2 separate regions of the Mus musculus genome follow, and region 2 is linked to region 1. Evidence: chromatin contacts called from public HiCAR-type data. All regions are on one chromosome and are shown on one strand. Each heading gives the region's core, a stretch centred on a gene start, on an enhancer-like site or on the middle of the called end of the contact. The rest is flanking DNA. Distances are from core to core; before and after follow the strand shown.

What was found. HiCAR-type assays count read pairs that join an accessible place to other places.
Region 2: a contact with region 1 is called in a HiCAR-type map of fibro-adipogenic progenitors, with 4 times the contacts expected there. The contact joins two enhancer-like sites. A contact is called at or near these places in 1 of 484 Hi-C or Micro-C datasets (cerebral cortex) and 1 of 115 datasets of contacts at active chromatin or transcription factors (fibro-adipogenic progenitors).

The regions. Positions count from the first base shown.
Region 1 is chr13:113,946,136-113,954,023 of GRCm38.p6, forward strand. The region is part of intron 3 of Arl15 (ADP-ribosylation factor-like 15); the gene reads left to right. Among named protein-coding and RNA genes, the nearest start is that of Arl15, 160 kb to the left of the region's middle. Within about 2 kb of position 3,721, at least 30 of the 459 cell types and tissues checked have an H3K27ac peak or open chromatin away from gene starts, as enhancers often do. A contact at or near this core is called in fibro-adipogenic progenitors, where this site is marked.
Region 2 is chr13:114,785,001-114,792,888 of GRCm38.p6, forward strand. Gm34790 (a long non-coding RNA gene) reads right to left here. Exons shown (of 3, transcript XR_382937.4): 2 at 3,130-3,239. Among named protein-coding and RNA genes, the nearest start is that of Gm34790, 29 kb to the right of the region's middle. Within about 2 kb of position 3,506, at least 8 of the 459 cell types and tissues checked have an H3K27ac peak or open chromatin away from gene starts, as enhancers often do. A contact at or near this core is called in fibro-adipogenic progenitors, where this site is marked.

The DNA of each region.
Region 1 (7,888 bases), core at 2,471-4,970:
CTTGCTAATAGAAGAAACGAGAGTTAATCTGTCTGTGCAGCAGCGTGCAATTAATGAAAAAGAAATATGCACGGCAGATACATTATATAAAGAGTGAGAAATCTCTCAGCATAGCCCAGTTGTGGTTCATGCTAAGGTGATCTCAAAACCATCTCGGTGGGGGGTCCTCTCTCCAACCTTGATTTTGCGGAAGGTTGAAAATGGATGGCTCTGCCATTGGTAGGGAGCAGGTTTCATAGAAAGCAGCAAGAAGAGGGAAAGTAAGGGCAGCATTAACATGAAAGGAAGTCCACTCGGAAGTGTCTGCCTCTAAAGCAAGGGGAATAATTGCAGTTTGAAATCCACTGTGTATGTGTGTTTCCGGGTGTGCGGTACCGCTTTGGGTTGTTTACCGTCCTTTAAGACTTCAGTTCGTCTCGCTGGGCTGATCTTACCCAAGCCCTCTGTTATCCAGACTATACCTGTGCGTCCGTTTTCCAGCCAGGCCTTAGAGGGAATAAAAAGTAAGGCATTTCCCCCTTTCATTCTTTTAAGTCATTTTTATCTAAAGTAGTATATAAGAAGGTGTAATAATATATATTCTGTCTGTCTACTAGTTGCCATCGGTGACCTCTGTAGTGGGGAATCCACTGCTGTGCGTTCATTTCTGTGGTCTTCTGGGCGGTTTTGTTACATGGTGTTGGATATTAAACCAGGACCCTTCTGTACCTCTGTTCTTTTTCTTTTTTTGTTTGTCTGATTTTTATTGATTGATTGATTGATACAGGGCCTCCCTATGTGACCCTGGCTGTCCTGGAACTCACTATTTTTACCAGGTTGGCCTTGAACTCAGAGATTCACCTACCTCTACCTACCAAGTGTTGGGACTAGAAGTGTGCACCACCATGTCTGGCTCCATGTTCTCATTTTCCTCTGGGCTAATGACAGATTGCAAATTTAGAGTCTACGTCATTTTTAAAGACTTCTTAATCTTAAATCTGGTGGCTGCTTGCCAGAGCAAAGGTGAGATGAATATATTATTAACAAGTTCATAATTTAGAAAAGAGGGCAGAGTGCTAATTTTATTTATTCTTTTTCTATTTTTCTTCCCAAATTTTCCAAGCCAATTTAGATAATCATTTAACTTCTGTTGTATTAATGAGGCTGAGTCTGCCTGTTGGAATGGCTAGACTCCAGGAAGGTAAAAACGCAGGTATCTTTGTTGGGAATTTAATTGTCAGAGCAGGGTAGAGCCTTGATCTGCCCAATGTGCATAGGTTAAGGTTTCTCAAACGTGGCTTATCTGTGATGCTGTTGCTCTTTTCAGTCTACAGAGTCTACTTCACAAACATTTAAGCTATTGTTGGAGTAATTGCGATTTTTAACAAATGAAAATCCCTTTAAGTAGTTGTGGTGCTGAGAGCTGAGGTAGTTGTGTCTTAAGTGTAGAAATAGACAAAAGATCAAAATTATTTAGGCATATCTTTGAACCGACCTAAATTTTTCTAGTCATTTCTCCTTCTGTGTGTGTGTCCATGAGAGAGTGGTAAGAGGATTGGATTGTGAGCACTGGAAACCATCCAACCCAAAGGGAAAGGCTGCAGGCAGCTTCTGCCGGTGCAGAGTTGAAATGTAGTCACTCCCGGGCCCCAAACTGATGTAAACACAGCTGTTTTCTTCAGTTCCATCAAAAAGCTCTATTGCTCCCCACACTGAGTTTATTGTGTTCGTGTCAGTGTGGTGGTTTGGTTTTAACATTCACTAGGTTGTCTTCACCCTGGTTGTAGCAGGACTAAAATGGATGAAAGACAAGCAGTACTGAATGCAAGAGCTTCTTGCCCCGTGGAGTTACTTTGAGTTTTTTCAAGTCTGCGAAAGGATCCAGAAATATATGCAGGCATACAGGCCTCGAGGGATGACCCGCATCCAGTCGTCTCATTTCTACCCAAGTGATGTGCTATGCACACAGCAGATGCCAGGTGAAAGTGCCTCCTTCTATACGGAGTGACTGTTACCGGCCTTTGCCATGCTCAAGTTTGGAGTTAAGCATGCTTAACAGTTCTCTCCCCACCACATTTCAAGTTCAAGTTCAAGTTCAAAGCCACATTTTGTCCTGCTTTAGGTAGTTGAAGATTCCGTGCTTCGACTTTGGCAGTCTTCCCAATGTCTCTCTAGTGCTTTTGATAGTAAACTTGGTTTCTTAATGGGAGCCAAAGGGTGCTGCTTTGCCCGGTTACATATAGCCCACTTCATTCCTTCATTCTAGTCTGAGACGTTTTATATACAGCATGATTTGGGGGTTCTTTATCTGAGTCAGTCTGTGCCCTGCTCTGAACTGACTTGCTTATCAAGTGCCAAGGCAATTAAGAAAACATTTATGGCTGGGAGTAAGAGGTGAATTTGGGTTTATCTACCCAGGCATTTGTCAGAAATCCGTGGCCATATTCTTCCTCTATTACATTATACACGATTGTATAAAGAAACTCATTTTAAAACAAAGTTATGGTTTCTTACTTCATAGAGAAAAGGAAATCCTGTTTGTACTGCTTTGTGCACAAGCATTGCATAGTATCCGAATGTTAAGGATTCTAATGGTCTGTCGTGTTGTAGTGTTTGCATACAGTGTGTTGTTAAAGTTGATACCCTGCTAGTGTGATTGGGTAGATGTGGATGCCACTGGAATAGCACCATCCCATTCACCTGTGGGAGCTCTCGTTTTGGAAACAGTTGGTCCAATCTAGTCTCTCTGCTTTCTGAAACATTACTGAGAACCTGTTTTAAGAATTTATTTTTATCAGTTTATTGAAATATCTACATAATAATAGTATACTTTTGATAGGTTTTTGATTGTTTTAGAAAACTTTCAACATTTTAAAGTAATTGTGGATTTTGTAAAACTTTATGTCCAATTTTATTTTGATATTGTGTATTTTGTGTTTGATTTAACATATATGTTTTCCAGATGGTTTCTGATACAGACATTGAGTTTAAGATTGTCTTGTTTAGGCCCTGGTATGGTGTCTCAAGCCTTTAGTCCCAGTATTCAGGAGGCAGAGGCAGTTGGATCTCTGTGGGTTTGAAGCCAGTCTACACAGTGAGTTCTAGGTCACCCAGGGAAACATTTAAGAAGGAAAGGAGAGGGAACAGGAGATGAAAGAAATGGTCTTATCTAAATAATAGTCAATGAAATGTTCTGCTTCCTTTATTTCCCTTACAAAATGTTCTTAATAATCAAGGTTGCTGGCTTTAAAAAAAAAAAAAGAAAAAATTCCCCCACCTCACCATTTACAGCTATCATATAAACTTTGACTTCACAAGGATGTTCTTTGGAGAAAGTCTCTTGCGGCTGTAGTGAAATTAAACACTTATACACCCCTCCTGTCATCCAGGACAGTGAGTCTCCGAATGAGAGAAGGAGAGCAAAGAGTGCATACGTTCATGAGTCCGGGAACTCTGAGGTTAGCGCTTTCTTCAGTCCTTTCTGTCCTATGTTGTGGTCCCTGCCTCCGACTTCCCTCCTTTGTATTTATTACAAAGGCTGAAATGGTAACCTTGAGCGACATCGCAGTGCTAACGGCTTTATGGTTTTCAGTGGGGGCCTATCTGCCTTGTTTTTCTTGTGGCTTTTTCTCAGGGAGACAAGGACATTTGAAAGAAGGAGCAAATGGGAACTGAGACTACTTCATGGCTTGCTGGCTTGTTCCCCAAAGAGCAGAGCCCCGGGTAGCACAGAGTGAACCCTGCGAGTCACAAGGCTTGTCCTCCTTGCTCAGCTCCACTGGGACTTTGGTTCGTGGAGGTCAGTGGGCCAGGTCACCAGAGAAGGATGCAGGGAGCAAGCTCAGGGTGACCATGTGCATCATTTGGCCCCTGCACAGACCATGTGAAACCTTCTTTGGGACTAGAAAATGCCTGACGTGGCTAATCTAGAGTCTGTCGCCTCAAGGTTCCCTGGCCCCTGTTCTTGTTTTCAGGATGCAATGGGATCTTTGTACTTTTTGAACGTAACTGGAGGTTGCTGACCTAGGGGAGCTTGAAGTGAAAAGAAAAAAAAAAAAAAAGCTATCTACAGCAGTTCTAAATCAAGTTTTAAAACAACAAAACATTTTAATATCTGTAGCTGGAAGGGAAATGCTTGGAGCTATGCAACTGGCAGGCAGCAGTGGAGTGTCTGAAGAAAAAAACTGAGTCTTGAGCCAGTTTTGGACACAAACTGAACTCCGCGGAAAGGAACCCAGGCAGACTCCCCTGTCCAGCTTCCCAGTGAAGTCAGAAGGGACAGTCCTTGCAGCGCTCTGGATTCGTATGCGGGGATAGATATAAACAGCAAAACTCTCGGCCTTGTGGCTATAAAAAGAAATATTTTTTATGATGTATTCATTGTTTCAGGGCAGGCTGTGAGTTGTGTTTAACATTTAATTCCTGTGCACTTCAAAACCCAGGGTTCTGTCTTCCCAAGTGCCTAAGATCTCACAGATGTTTTATTGTGTAACACATTCTTCAGATTTTAATGTATGCCCTCTCCCCAATCTGTTAAAAGATCAGTTTGTATGAATCTTGACACAGTGGTTCTGTTTCATGGCTTTAATCTGAATGTGGATTGTTGTGATTAATGGTGCTGGGAAGTTTATCACAAAAACAGATGATATTTTATATCTAGGCAAAAATGCATCAAAAGCCGGACTTGCTTATTTATGTTACTGAACCTAAGTCACATTTTTAGTTTACTTTCAAATTCTACATACCGTTCGAAATCTTCCTCTAAGATCAGATATGTGTATCTCTTGTGATACAAGCGTTTATTGGAGGTATTTAAAGGATGATCAGAAAAATGGCATATCTGACATATTAAATATGGAGTGCCATGTCTTTGTTTTGTGTTTGTGGGCATGAGTGTGTGTGCAGACATACAGTCATACAGTGTGAACATGCTAAAATGTGTACGAAGCTAGCCCGGGAGTCAGCGTGCTGAAGAATGAGGGCATTGCCGCAGAGTTTAGAAGTTGGTCCTCAATTGCTTCGATATTTTTATGTGTTTGTGCTGGCTGGTTTTATATCCATGTGATGCACGTTAGAGTTATTTTGGAAAAGGGAACCATAATTGAGATATTCCCCCTATCAAGCCTGTGGCACATTGGCTTGATTAAGGATTAATGTGAGAGGGTCTAGCTCACTTGTGGGCACTTATACTCTTGGGTTGTAGTCCTGTAGGCCAGCACAAAGAACAGGCCAGTGAGCCAGCACTTCCCCCATCCATTTCTGCCTCTGGGTTCCTGCTTTGAGTTCCTGCTCTAACTCCCATAGTTGATAAATTATAAGCTGTAAGTTAAAATATACTCTTCTCAAGTTGGTTTTGGTCAGCAGGTTCTACCACAGCACTACAGACCTTAACTAAGATGGTACTTGTACAGTTTAAGCTGATAGTGAGTGATGGTCCTGGTCTGCCTTGCTTGTTGCGGTCTGACCACTGTGAGTCGTGCCCTAGATCTGTGGGTCCTCTGAGCTCACTCTTAAGTGAGTCCTGAGTAGTGATAGGTGTGCTGGCCACAGTGGTCCATCCAAGCCATCCTTTTCAAAAGATGCATCAGACAGGTGGTTATATACAGACTTCTTCCCAGATGAGCCTTGGAGGTTATTCCAGTTATCTTGTAGTAGTTTACCTCCCAGGGATTTAATCTCTTAGAATGACCTGAAAATACATATTAATTTAACTGTCACTCAAACCTGTGAAACCAAACTCAAACAAGCAAACAAACAAACAAACAAACACTGTCTTGAAATCTCTGTCATGATGTTACACTGTCTCAAATTGAAGACTAGCATGGTAGATGGATAAGCATCCTGGACACTGTGTGTATATGTATGTGTGCACATGCATGTGCATGTGAACTTGGTTAGCAGAATGGACACCCTTGTGTCTGTGCACTAATGATGGCAAATTCAGGTGTCCCGACATGTCCATCTTGCTGTTACTCATTCTGAAAGATTCTCTTTTTTTCCCAACCTAAATATTTCCCATTACTTCTACTGTTTTTTTTCCCCATGACCTGGTCTTCTCATCTTTTTGCGTCGTGGCTGCCCTCTAGACCAGTTCTAAAGTGGGCCCGTAGGAAGTTCTCAGAATACAGCAGCATTGCACCCCATTGGCTCACATTGGGCATCCCTCAAAACAGCCTCCCGCTTGTCATCAGGTCATCTTGTGTCTGTACTTCAGTCAATTTCAAATACTGGATATTACTTATATTGCTATTAAATTTAATTATGTAACTACTGGCTTATGGTTCCAGCTTGTCATGGATGGATTCATTCATTCATTCATTCATTCATTCATTCATTGTGTTTAAAATTTTATCACCCAACGTATCAGCACTTTCTTTCAGCTTTGAGCCATCTGTAATTATTAATGTGATGCCTTCAAAGTTTTTGTTCAGTTAAAAACATATGTGTCAAAGTATCTACTCTGTGCTGGTCTTGTACTTCTTGCTAGAGATAATGAGATAACTAGAATATAATCATTCCTTTGGGGATGCTCACAGGCCATGGGGAATAATAGACATGCAATTACCTAACTATTATGTAGTGTGATAATTGCTATAATAGAGTTGCGTGTAAAGCACTGAGACTGAAGGTAGGTTGGAAACCATAGAGAAGGTAACTGGTTCTGTGTTGGCGTGGATCCATCCATTTCCAGTCACGGCAGATGCTAGCTACCTAACGGCTGCCTTTCGTTTACCTTTGCTCCCCCTTTGGTCTCATTCTTAGCCAAAGGCACAACAGAAGGCTTGTCAAATGTTTTCCTGAAACGGTCTTTATCGCCTTGCACTTTCCGAGTGGACCCACAATCCTGGCAGGCCCCTCCAAAAGGAATGGTGGATTCTTGGGACTTCTTTGTGGTGCACCTATGGCAGTTCATCCTAAACTAATGTTTCAGTCCAGAGCCAGTTTGCCCATCAGCAATCCTCCCGTAATGTCCCCATTCTCCGTGGTTTGATAACATTGCTTGGAACGGTTTGGAGATGACACCAGGTTCTGCTGTCTCAGCAGGTAATCTGTCTAGATTTGTAGACTTGAGTTGCACTCAATTTCCAAACTCCAAATTCCTCTGAACTCTTTCCAGAGTGAGAATCATCCTTTTTCTGTCCTTTTGGCTCCCCACACCCCTTTATCTGTTTTTAGCATTTTTGCAAGTGTAAATTCATGGGAAGCTTTCATCTGCCATTAATTGTTTTTCTCTTTTGGATGATGGGCCATTGTTTTTTCCTCTTCTTCCCTTTTATAGCTATGATATTGAAAAGCTTTTAAAAAAAGTTAAAGTTGGTGACTGTTTTGAGTGTCATGGTTTCTGGGATAACAGGTGAGCCACTTCTTCTTGAAGGGTCACAGTCAAATCCAGACAGTTAGATTCATCATTGCCTTCTACCCATCCTTACTATGAAAACATCAAATAAGCAGGAAACATGTTTATCAGACCTGAGACTGTTATGATGTCACATGTCTAATAATACCTGTCTCTGACGTTGTGGCTGTTACTTTTGTTGTATTGTCACTATTGTTGCCACTAAGACTGGATAAGTCACCCGTGGCCATCAACCATACTTGTATAAGCAGTGGCCTCCATTTTCTACTTGTCTCTCCTTTGAGTGGTTGTACTGATGACCCACCTTTCTCCTTATTTACTGCTAGGGTTACTTGCTGTTGGGTTGGATTTAAAGCAGAGATGTGGGTCTGCACCTCAGGTTCTTACATCCTTGAGCGATCACCAACGACAGACTTTTAGATGTCTCGGGTCTGAGCCACCATGCTTGTTTTTGATTTTATGATTAACAATTCTAATTCACTGTCAGAACTGTGGGTTTTGACATGGAGTTCTCTCAGTACGTGTATCCATCATTCCAGATCCTTCTTTCAG
Region 2 (7,888 bases), core at 2,256-4,755, 840 kb after region 1:
CTTCTGTGTCTATAGTTTGCTTTCAAGCCCTCAATGTCCAATGAACATCAACCTCACCTCCTCCTGAAAACTTTCCAGATCTTTCCAGAGGTGATACCTTAAACAAATGACAAAGGTGGAATTCTTAGAAGCATTTGGCCTTATGTGATAGAGACAAAAAGAAAGCAAAGAACAATTTGTCAGGCTGGAGAGATGGCTCAGTGGATAAGAGCACTGACTGCTCTACCAGAGGTCCTGAGTTCAATTCCCAGGAACCACATGGTGGCTCACAACCATCTGTAATGGGATTGGATGCCCTCTTCTGGTGTGTCTGATGACAGTAACAGTGTACTCACATAATACATACATACATGCATACATACTACATAATTTTTTTAAAAAAGAACAATATATCTGAGCAACCTCATTTAACAAATTTTAATTCTTGATTGAAATTTGATATTTCTGCTTTTCCCTTGGGAAGGGATGGAAATGCTACATCCACCTCTGCTTTTCTCCTAAATGAGCCAATGAATGAATAAGGATAAAGACAATATGTGTCTTAAATGTAAAGTTAGGCTAGAAGCAACAGAATCAAGAAATGGTAAAATCCACAGGATTCTATAGACAGAGTCAAAGAACAGAGTATTCAGTTACTATCAAGAGGTCAGGGAAAGTTCCACAGAGGTAAAGGACAGCCTAATTGACATTAAGGTCAATGGCACAGAGTGAAATAGCTCTTTGGTCTCAAGTCACATTTTGCTGTATGTGGTGAGCTTTTGTGCATTGTTCCCATTAGTATTAATGGGAATTGGGTACATAATTCTATATATTGTACAAGGAAAACCAGACCATAAAATATTCTAATTAAAAATGGTATCCTTTGCTGTTTCATTCACATGTTTTCTTTGTATTATAACCTAATACGCTTGCTTAAGAAAACACATTTCATTGTTTTTGAGTCATTTCCCCATCTTGAGTTTATTAAACTTGAATTAAAATAAATTATCCTAAAAAACAAAGCTTTTTTTTTTTTTTTTTGCACTGGCACTTGAAAAACCTTTGAAACTAAATAAAGTTAAATTTTAAAATATAATTTAAGTTTTAAAAATGGTAAGTTCTTGCACATCACAAATATAGACATTCATTGTGGTCACATAAGAGTCACCTTTCTCTCCCAGTCTTTTTTAGTTAAGGCTGTTTGATTAACATGATGTTAAATAGCTAATATTAGATGATAAGTTACTTCATCCTATGTCTAGCCTCTTCCACCCATTCCTAGCCTCATCGGGTAGATAAGAAGAAAGGAAGAAAGGAAGAAAGGAAGAAAGAAAGAAAGAAAGAAAGAAAGGAAGGAAGGAAGGAAGGAAGGAAGAAAGAAAGAAAGAAAGAAAGAAAGAAAGAAAGAAAGAAAGAAAGAAAGAAATAATAGATGTGTGCTTCAACATGTTGTTTATCTTAAAGAGAAAGAGAAAAAAATAGCTTTGGGAGAAATACCTCAAATGTTTCTCTCTCTCTCTCTCTCTCTCTCTCTCTCTCTCTCTCTCTCTCTCTCTCTCTCTCATGTTTTATAAATATGTATTACAGAAGAAAAGAATTCTCAGCAAATTAGGCAAGCCCACTAGGAATCCCCAAAGACTGTTGTCAATACTAGATTCCGATGACAGGCAGCATTCTGAAGAAATATATCTAAATTGTGGGATTTTTTTTTCTGCTGAAAGTTAAGAAATACAGAAAAGTCATAGGTTCTGATTGCAGATTCTGGCACAATCTCAGCAGGCTTGTAGACATCATGTCCTCTCTGTTGTAAACCCACATATGGGCCCCTCTCTAGCCAAGTTTTCATGCAAGCCTGGAATCCTACCTACTCCTTTCTGATCTTTCAACAGTTTCAAGGAGTCAGCCTTCCTCCTTTCCAGAAAGCAGCCACCCACCCTTTCAACCTTGTGTCACTAATATTACTCATCACCAGAGGGGAATAGACTACACGATTATGTTTTTAAGCATTGGGAACACACCAATGTTTTAAATCTCTCTGAATATTTGCCTAAGTACTTCCCCGGTCTCTGTTAATTTACTCAGATGTCACTCAATGTTTCCTTAATTTGCTCTTCCATTCACTTCTTCACTCAACACATATTTATCAAGCACCTACTATAGGCCAGGCTGTAGGATTAGGGGACAGAGCAGTAGATAAAACCCTAAATGAGGTATGCGGTCTCTTGGGGGGATAAATGGTTATATGAATAGATAAATACAAAGAAAATCTGCCAGGTCCTGGTAAATGATTTGGGAGCCACAATCATACTGATATGGAGCAAGGCAGGATGCTGAGCTGCTGATAGGCACTGAGAGGTTCAGAAGAGGCTAATCTGAGCAAGATTGAAAAAAAATAAACTGAAGAAATCCAGTGGGTGGATGTTGGGGAGGTGGAGAAGACAGAAAGGGGATGTTGGACACGTTCAGGAATGGCTGAGAGGGCAGCATGTCTGGCTCTAGCAGATGAGTAAGATGGTTAGGGATGAAGCAGATGACACCAAATAAGGAAATCGAGAACAGATAGGGGACCTTGACCTTTTAAAGGCTCTGGGATTGGTTTTTAGATGAAAAGTGATCCCTGGAAGTTTATAGCAGAGACAGTGATATAATCAGACTTAAGTCTCTAAAGTATGGCTTTGGTCTTGTGTTCAGAACTAAACTGTAGAGGTCAAGTTCAAATTCATGGAGAATAATTAGGAGGCAACTGAGCAATGCCAACGCCAGATGAGTGTTCTCTTGGAAATACACAGATCCCTAGATGGAAAGCTACAGGGAACTATTGGCTGCTGAGAGAGGGAAACTCAGTCTTCCTCGGGAACCAGCCCCATAGTTGGTTATTCAGTACTCAGAACTCGGTTCTAAAATAAAATAAAGTAAGCAACAGTATACAGACTTATTAGCTTACACTTGTGTATTAATATCTATGTGCATGGCAAAATACTTTGATAGGGAGGTCACAAAGTGGAGCAGAGAAGACTTGGAAGGAGTTGGAAAGAGGTGAAGGAAGAGAAGAAAGACTGTAAATACAGTACTCATTAAAATTCCCCCAAAATATTAAAACTAAGAAATGCACAGATCCAACTCAGTTTGATGTCCAAACATGATGCTCACCTCCTGGTCGGTTTCTCCGAGTAGCATTTTCTTAGAACCACACGTAGTCGACTCTGATCTCATTTCTGTAAGTGGGCCAGCTCTTGTCCAGTCCACCTCCACCCAAAACACTGTCCAAGGAGAGGAAGACATTTGGCCTTTTGGCTCTAAACGATTTTTCTCTGTGCTTAAGAAAAGTTGCATTTGTAATGTTTTCCTCGCCCAAGGTAACCCTGACACTGGAGGCTTTCATGAAATTCTGTCTTCTGCCTGGATTTATCTTTTCACTTTGCATCCTCTTGGTCTTCACTGAGGTAGACCCGGATTGGTAACATGCACCTCACCAAAGCAGATGCTTCAGCTGGCGCTTGGTCTCCCTGCCCATCCCAGGGATGGATGCCTGAAAGAGTTATTCTTGCAGCTTACATGTGGTGAGTTACATCATCCTGGGAGTACCAGTACCCCATTCCTCAGCATTAGTAAAATTTGACTGGCTTCTCCTAGTTTTCAGACCTCCTACAACGTTCTCATTTCCAGCCCGGGAGTCATCCAGAGCCCATTTAGCAGCAATAATGATCAACAATCCTGGAGCCTTCATCCCATATTTCAGTTCTGACCACCTTCTCCCATTACCTATGCCAGAGGTTGCTGGCAACCCACCAGCCATATCAGCCCACAGATGTGCTTTGTTTGGCTGTGATAGTACTTGAAATGTTTTGAGTAGTTGCCAATGCTTAAAAATAATAAAATTTATATGAAAAAGTAAAATTTTCATTTATCTTGAGAAATTGGAAGACTTGGCTAAACCAGGTGTGGTGTTCACATGGCAACAGTCAGCAGGAACGGAGTAGCAGCTGCATCTTTTGACAGGCACTCTGGAGTTCTCTGCAGCCCACCCACATCTTCTACATTCTGTCAGGATCCCAACTAGCTAAAAACTCCCTACATATTTCAATGAAACACCTATGGCTTCTTCTCTTATTGGGCCTTATCACATCACCCTTTCCAGAATTATCCCATAGTTCAGTGATCCTAAGAAAAATCACGAGGGATAAAGAGCATAACATTTTTAGAATTAGACTTTAAATTTTAAAAAATAATGTCTCCTAACATGCAGAAAAGAACAAGAGACATAAATTACATGCAGGAAAAGTAGATTGTTTTCTCACGTCTTCTCAAAATGAAGGTCTGTATTGATTCTTGGTTAATGCATCCTAAGCAAGCATTAGACATACACTGTAATCTCTCTGTGGCCCTCTCTCAACCAGATGTCTCAGAAGACAACCAAGGCAGTGCGGCTATGGATGGGAAGGTACCGGTGCCACACTCACTATGGCTGCTTCTAATCTGCTAAAGTTTTTGATCATTGGACCATTTTCTGCTGCCGGAATGAAGAAGGAGATGTTCTCCAGTATCCCCACAGAGCTGATGAACAGTTCGCTCAGTGTGGTATAAATACATAAAGGATTTATTTCTTCCAGTCACTGCCTTCAACCATGCCTAATCCATTCTTCATTTCTTGTCACTTAATACCATCTGGGATAGATCCCATAAATTTCCAGTCACTTTGAGCCACTAAAACTCATTACACTTACTTTAAAGCATCAATCTCAATTTTTATTTTAATCCCTTCCCTCCCTTGGGAATCTTTCTTGTGTGGTCTTCATACAAGTCAAGTCTCTGGGTGGGTTCAGGAGGACCCTTCTACTCTGTGGTTGTCTGTCCAGGAGATCCAGCTCTTAACTATATGTCTTCTACTTTCACCCCTCATTGCCTAGTGCCACAAACCTATAGCTTCTTATTACCAGAATTTTGTTTGGAACAGTTACCGCCATGAACAAGGGCAAGAGATTTGAAAGCTGGCCACTTTTTGTAATACCTACTTGGACTACAGTCAGCTCAGTTGTCTTTGCCACAAGTGATGGTAGAGACGAACTACCTCTTTGTTTGTCCCCCGTCCCTCTTCCTCTCCTTGCCCACCCCATTTCTCTTCGGTGGTACTGGGAATTGAACACAGTACATGTAACTTACCTATAGGTAGGTGCTCTACCATTGAAGTATATTCTCAGCCTTCTTTTTACATTTTATTTTGAGATAGCTCTCCCTAAACTACCTAGACTAGTTTTAAACTCACTTTGTATCCCAGGGCAGACTTTGAACTTGTGACCTTCCTGCCTCAGCCTCTTGAGAAGCTTGGATTACAGGCCTGTATCACAGATCTAGCCCCGTTGACTGTCTTTGGCTGTTTATTTCCCAACCCAGACAGAAACATGTGCACGTTAAATAGTAGGGCTCACTCAGGCTTCTAGCCAGGAACTCTATCTTCTTCAAGAGTAAGAATCTGCAGGCTCCAGGCTCTGAGCCCTTCTTTTGAACCTTCTTGTTTTTGTCTCAGTGGAAGAGTACCTTCTTGTTCTCCCTGGATAGAAGAGATGAGTTATTTCTGATCCCAAACCATAAAGTTTCCTCAAAGATAAGGAGTCCATTGAGCCCCACCCTTTCCTCTCAGTACCCTTAGTTTGTAAAGACTAAACAAGTAGTTGCTTCAGTTCTTCAGCCTTTATTTATATCCTGATCAATTGAGTGATGCGATTGACCGATTGTTGACCACTCTCCCTAGAGTCATGTCTGAGAAAGCACTGCTCAATAACTTCATAGATTGTTCCATTTGGTAAATGAACTAGGGCACTTTTCACTAGGAGGGACAGAAAATCTGATCAAATATACTCTAGTAGTGAGGAAATGCGTTTATTGCCTCACCTATCTTACAAGTCTAAGCAGAAAAATGAACTTCATGCCACAATGATTCCCATCTCCTAAACCCCTCCTTACATCTTTCTGTAGATGAAGAAATAGTTGATCAAAGAATCACAGGGCTTTTGTGGAGGCCCCCAAGACTCACAGCATCAAGCGATACCTGTGTTCTTACAAATACCCTGGAATGTGACCTGGCTTTTGTACATGTCACTGACCACACTGCAGTGCTCAAAAATAAATTATGCTACCTCGAGAGTGAGTTGAAGTTTGGAAATTGCTTTCCTCCATCCTTTCCATCAAAGAAGGTCAAGCATCTTCCACATCCAACCATGCCCAAACATATTCACCTAGACACATACACAGACAGCAATGCATTTAGCAGAATTTGGACACAAAACGGAGGCACTTAGTGCTCTTGTTTTGTTTTTGTGTTTAAAGCAATACTGTATTTGTCCATTTTTTTAATTTAAACACATTCTAATATTGATAATGATGTTAATTCATATTTTTAACCTATATGCCCCACAGCAGCAGCAGCAGCAGGCTGGCCTGAAACTCACTCTGCAGCCAAAACTGGTTTCTAATCTTCCTGCCTCAGCCACCCAAGTGTTGGTGTTACAGGTGTGCACTGTCATGGCCTGTTTAACATTTACCTTTTAAATGAGATAATGCCACATTTAAATTTCATTTTAAGCAATCCGAAATGTTACTTTGGAGGAGAGAATAGTAACAAAGTTAACCTTCCCAAGCAACTATGTGTGTGCATTGAATATTTTGCATTACAGCATAGATACAGTAACAATTCACTATATCAAATTAATATTCTGATGATAAGATATCAACTAGCTCCCTCTGGTGGCACTGATGATTTAAGCTGTTGGAGAAGAAAGATGTATAAAACAGTAGTGAGGCTGTCATTTTTTTTTTTGGAAATACTTTTGATGTCTTTGAATTAATTACATAGGTGTTTTAATGCAAAAAGTCTAGAAAAGGAGTTAACAAAGGAGGAAGAATGTCTGCACAGATTTATACTCTAAGCCTTTTTCTTCTTTTCATCTGGCATTATTTGACTGTCTTAATTCAAATTAGAGCTTGTTTAACTAAGTACACTTATATTTCATCTCGAAGTTGAACTAGATTATGTTCATTACAATATAAGTGGAATGCTTTATGAATCCTATGGTAGAGATCCCATGGGGTCTTCATCTCAATTGTTCTCCTATAGCATCTGACCTATCGAAGATTCTCTTAATGCCCTTTTCCCTAGCGAACGGTTCTCACCGAGGGCTGAAGGAGTTCTCAGCAAGTGGGCAATCCTTCAGCAATGTCAGCAGCCACATCCACCTCCAGCTTCTTGGTATAGAAAGAACAATCCTACTTGCTCAAAACCGAACGTAATTTTTTGACTGTAGAATTGTCTGGCATTCAAGATACTTGGTCAGATGCCCAACCAATACTTTGGAGAATATATTCAAGTTCAGTCAGTTAGTTAGATTAGATAATCTTTCCTGTTTCAGATGATTCCCAACCTTGCCTTTTTAACCTAGCATCTAACATTTGGGTGAAGCAATGTCTGTTGACCTTTCTTTAGTCCTAACATGGTTAAGATGTTTCAAATCATACAACACAAATCTGTACCTTTGTCTGAAATTATCCCTCTAAGAAAACCCTTGGAATCTTGAAAGAGACATTTCTAGTGTACCCTGACGGCCAGTGGACCGTGGTAGTGATGGAAGATCCTTTCACCATAATTTTTAAGTGGTTGTACTTCAATGAGGTGTATATTGGCTAGTCCTCGCAGCAAGGTTCCCGGTATGGATAAGGGTGGCATTTTAATTCAGACTGATACATGGGCAATATGAAAGGTAGAAGCACACTCATTCCAGGGCCACATGGGAACATCCTGGGGTTAAGGGTAAGTGCTGTACCTGAAGCACAAATAGACCTGTGCTTTGTTCTTGTTAGACGAGAGGCCTTGAGTGTTTGCCTTCTCTTCTTTGCTTATAACATGTAAGCATGATCA